Linked DNA regions of Danio rerio: region 1 is linked to region 2. A link is a contact called in public Hi-C data. All regions are on one chromosome and are shown on one strand. Each heading gives the region's core, a stretch centred on a gene start, on an enhancer-like site or on the middle of the called end of the contact. The rest is flanking DNA. Distances are from core to core; before and after follow the strand shown.

What was found. A called contact is a pair of places that touch in the nucleus more often than the background predicts.
Region 1: a contact with region 2 is called in a Hi-C map of an unstated tissue, with 4 times the contacts expected there. The contact joins the promoter of rin1b here to the enhancer-like site in region 2. A contact is called at or near these places in 2 of 18 Hi-C or Micro-C datasets (caudal fin and an unstated tissue).

What each region holds. Positions count from the first base shown.
Region 1 is chr7:7,107,001-7,109,700 of GRCz12tu, reverse strand. It overlaps rin1b (Ras and Rab interactor 1b), which reads right to left and starts at 1,335. Exons shown (of 15, transcript XM_073908017.1): 1 at 1,257-1,335. It also overlaps a transcript of actn3b not described here.
Region 2 is chr7:6,963,885-6,966,584 of GRCz12tu, reverse strand. It overlaps a transcript of actn3b not described here. Among named protein-coding and RNA genes, the nearest start is that of gal3st3, 13 kb to the left of the region's middle. Within about 2 kb of position 1,259, at least 10 of the 62 cell types and tissues checked have an H3K27ac peak or open chromatin away from gene starts, as enhancers often do.

The DNA.
Region 1 (2,700 bases), core at 86-2,585, 140 kb before region 2:
AACATCGAAAAAGCCACTTACTTAGTCTTTTCTAGTACTCAATTTGTTTTATACTATGATAGTTCAATATGAGTTTAATAAATCATTGATGATAGCAGATCATAATAAGATGGTACACTGATTTACTGTACCATGGCAGTACTGAATAATGACCATATTTATAAACATTTAAGGATTTTAACATCGGTTTTCTGTATCCATCCATGGTTTTCAGCAATCTCTCCATCTTTTGACACTGAAGATATCATATAATAAAGATGAACTACATTCTATACATTACCAGACTAACAAATTAAGATGTTTTACAACTACAATGGCACACATTTGAACAAGAAACACGATAATACTTCAATATTTTTGAGTCTTGGAGAGTGGAGAAATAGGTTACCATGGTACATTAATGGTAATACCATGGTGACATCATAGTAACACTATTCCACAGATAAAAACATGGCATATTTATATATCCAGTAGTCCATTTTTCTTTTGTTCTGTGGTAACACAATGTGACATTATGATACAGTATTTACTGTACCATGGTACTGAATGATGACCATACTGTATTTAGGTATAACAACATTTATACATATGGTAATATTTAAGTACTTTTGTTAGTCTTACTTTGCTCTATCCATCCATCCTTCTATCCTTCTATCTATCTATCTATCTATCTATCTATCTATCTATCTATCTATCTATCTATCTATCTATCTATCTAATACATAACATGTTACAGAAATGTATCGTGCACCATGGTACTGAATGATTACCATAATTTTATACCACGGTACATCAATTTACTTTAAAATCAAGACAAAACACGGTATTACCACATTAACAAATTATGGAAATACTTCTAAGTGGCTTTGTCTGGTTTTCAGTAATCTGTCCATCTTAAAATTAAATAAATAAATAAAACAGCAGTACAATGCGACAATTAAAGTATGATGAACACACATCTATACATTACCTGAGTAAATCAACGTATTTTGTGGCATTAGCCTGGCACACATTCAAACAAAACAACAAGATGGCAATACTTCATTACTTTTTAATAGTCCGTTAACGTTATCTATACACTGAACGTACTGTGGTAAAATCTGGTACCATGGTAACAACACAGTAACGTTACTCCACAGATAAAACATTGTATATTTAAACAGAAAAACACGGCAAATGAGCATAAATAAGGAAATGTCATGATCCATTTCTTAAAATTAGTGTCAGTAAATGATGGTAAATATGAGAAAGTTTACCTTCAGCTTTATTAGTTCCCCTTCTTCTTCGTGTCCATCCTCAGGTTGTTGAATTCAGACGATCTTTTCACCCTCATCTGATCCTTCTAGCAGCACCAGGTCTTGTTTTGACAATGTGCTGAATCTGATGTGATGAACCCTGTTGATGTGAGTTTGGTGTCATTAAATGATCCTCCGTGTTCATCACACTCTGATTCACGCGCACTGGAGAACCGCGCGCAACTTTCCCCACACAAAACAACTCCAGTCATACAATATGCGCGCGCACATAGAGACACCGAAAGAAAAATAAGTCTTATGTGGGTCAAAATACAGTCAAATGTTTGGTAAAAATACATATAAAATTAAATGAAATTAAGTAATCTATTTGAACATCTCGTCTGCCGTGATATAATAGTACGAATTATTACAGTTATTTGGGGAATTATAAATAATAGTAACGGACAGACGAGCATGCAAACACATAAGTTTGCTAATTATGTCATAAATTAGATCAAAACCAAGAGTGGAAGTGTTGAGGACACAGCCCACCGGAGAAAAGGTAATGCACTTCACTTCATATCCGCTGGATGTCGCCAGAGGATAAAGAGGAGAAAGCGCGCGAAAACCAGAGATCCTGTCAGAGAGATAAATTACGACAAATTAACTTATTTCAACAATGTAAAGACAGTTTAGCAGTATAAAAACGGTTAAAAAGGGTAAATAAATCACAAATTTAATTCGATGACAACGCAGGAAGATGCTATCATATACAGTTGAAGTCAGAATTATTAGACCCCCTGAATTATTAGCCTCCTTTTTATTTTTTTTCCTTTAATTTCTGTTTAACGAAGAGATTTTTTTCATCACATTTCTAAACATAATAGTTTTAATAACGCATCTCTAATAACTGATTTATTTTATCTTTGCTTGATGACAGTGGCCTACATTATATATTTGACTAGATATTTTCAAGACACTTCTATACAGCTTAAAGTGACATTTAAAGGCTTAACTAGGCTAATTAGGTTAACTAGCCAGATTAGGGTAATTAGGCAAGTTATTGTATAATGATGTTTGTTTGTTCAAATAAGATTTTTTTTTTCCAGAAGAAAAAATGTTATCAGACATACTCTGAAAATGTCCTTGCTCTGTTAAACATCATTTGGGAAATATTTAAAAAAGAAAAAAAAATCAAAGGGGGGCTAATGATTTTGACCTTAACTGTATGTGTGGACACACCAACTCTATAGCACATGTAAGGTAATTATTAAAAGCTGAATAATTCAGGAGTACATACACTGCTACATTTAAAAACTTAATCACTAAGTCAGTCTTCTGCAGACAGGGATCTCTTATGAACATTGCCCATTTTATTATTGACAATGTTTTTATTTTGCCTAATAACCATTTAGTAACAAATGGTAAAATTTCAAAAAAAAAATTTATTTTTTTTTTTTTGCAT
Region 2 (2,700 bases), core at 10-2,509:
ATGCATTCTGATTCAATGGACAACAGTGGTTTGTTCTGTAGCCAATCGAGAAAAAAAAATGGCTGAAGGGGGCTAATAAGAGACTATTCAATTATCCATTATAGTGTACTTTATTAACATCAACCCCAACCCTCACAGTAAAAGTCTGTAAAAATCTGTAAAAATGTAAAAATCTGAATTATTGTAGTACAGTGTCACCAACATTATGTTATACTGATATGAGTATCCACAGCTGTATCCCTTCTAGACTTTTCCCCAAAATAACACTTTTCAGAATGGCTTCCATTGTTGCCATGCGCTTGCTAACGCATACAGGGCAGCTTTTAGAATGTTGCTATTATGAGTTAGAATGGTTGCCATGGTGTTCATCTATAGTTCATCTGCAGTCATGTATGGTGAATCTAAAGCTGTTTTCAGAGCTTTGCAAAGGATTTTTCTATTATTATTCTCAGTTTCTGATTATCATCCGCCATATGCTCATAAATATTGACGATTTTTTTACATTATTAAATGTTTGGTCTATTCTGAATGTTTCATTTTTATTGTTACCTGTTTTTACATCTGTTTCTTTATTGTGTAAGCAGTTTGAGTATTAAAGGCGCTATTTACAAATAAATTATTATCACTGATTTATTAGTTCATTCATTTTCTTTCATTTTAGTCCTTTTATTCATCAGGGGTCACCACAGCGGAATGAACCACCAACTATGCTGGTATTTGTTTTATGCAGTGGATACCCTTCCAGCCACAACCCAGTGGTGGAAAGAATCCTACTCAAGTAAAAGTACCATTACTTGCCTAAAAATTAGTGCAAGTAGAGTAAAAGTATCTGTTGTAAATATTACTCAAAGTATGAGTAAAAAGTAGACCTTTAAACGTACTAGAGTAGTGAGTATTACGCTGTTAAAAGCTGATGCATTTACATGTCATTTGTGTATGTGTAAACGTAGCATTTTGCAGTAATGCCAACTCGCTTAGCCAAGGCTCGAACCAGCGACCTTCTTGCTGTGAGGCCACAGTGCTAACCACAGAGCCACCATGCGCCCTTTAAATGATCATTATTAAACTCAAGCATGAGTTTTAATGTCTCCAGTAGTTTGGGATATGTTTCTTATCCTCCCCCTACTCCTCTTTTTCTCTCCCCTTTATTTCTGTGCAGTGACTTTGTCCTTGTGGGATCAAGTATCCCAGCACACACAGAGCACTGTTAACAACAATGAGGCCTGAGAGAGTGTGTGTGTGTGTGTGTGTGTGTTTAAAAGCGGCTTGTCAGAAGAATAGCGCTTGTGTTTGAGCTGAGGGTGAGAATGAAGGTGGACAGAGGGACAGAGCACTAGTTAAAGATGAACAGGAGATATTTCAGACTTACCTTTTCTCACAAATTGCGTGTGAATCTCCATGAAATGCTGAGATGACACAGGTGTTTGTGTGTGTGGGACACTTGAATGAATTGCTGTCTCTGTCCTGCTTCAAACTCCACCTTTCCACACTGCAAAAAAGCCTTTCTTTCATACAGTTTTTGTCTTGTTTCAAGAGTTCACACTTAGCTGATAATCAATAAAGCGTATTTGGCATGCTGTCCCGAGAGAGAGCCCTGAGCTCGTAATATCCTCGAGCCCGGGGCTCCCTCCCGTTAGAAGGGCGAGAGGGGAATTCGAGGTCAGGTAGGTCTCGAGAACTCCCCTGCTTGTCACCGTGAGAAGTGTAAACTCAGGTTGTATTGGGTGATAATTTGTTTTAGTCGATTGGCTATGGTTTATATTTTTGGACAGTGGGAGGAAACCGGGGAACCTGGGGAAAACCCATGCGAACACGAGGAGAACATGTAAACTCCACACAGAAACACCAACCGGCCCGATGGGTTGGACCGGCGGTGTTCTTGCTGTGAGGCAACAGTGCTAGCCACTGGGCCACCGTGTCGCCCGATCAGAAAAAGTGGGAGGATGTATGGGTGGAAGACGAAGATAACCGGAGTGAAAAACTCAGGTTATTTATAATGCTTCCGTAATCATCTAATAGGGCTGATTACGGAGCTAACAAGGAGCCAGCCGTGTTGATTATAAGCACGTGATCCTCTCGAAATTAGTTTATGAATAAACCACACTTCTAGTAGAGCTGCATGATTCTGGCTAAAATGAGAATCGCGATTTTTTTTTTTTGCCTAAAATAAAGATTACAATTTTCTAACGATTCTGTAGATGTAAAATAAAGTGAATATAAGTGTCGTTGTACTGTTGGTTAAAATGCTAAATGTTGTATAGACTTAGAATGGTGGACTTGAACAGACTTTTAGATTTGTCCTGGTCATTAATGCTGATGATAATCATGATGTTAAATTTTTGTGTTCGAGACGTATGCTTACAATCTGTAATTGTCTGTTTAAAATCTGTCACTGACGTGATTTTCCTGAATACAGAAGACTGAGCGGGTATTTTTGCATTTCGGCGGGTTTTGGATACTTTTGGGGCTGGAATCAGTCAGCTACATCTGGCAACACTGTGTGCACTTTCGGTTTCATTTTCACTGCTAAGCAGGGGCGCCCCCAAGGGGTGGCCACGGCCACCCTTGTGTAAACTCTGGCCACCCCTGTGGCCACCCCAATATGATAGTTGCTGATATTATTAATTTAAATGTATTTACTTAAATTCACAATACTGCAATAAATAAATGAATAAATAAAATGCAGCCACTAAATTATTG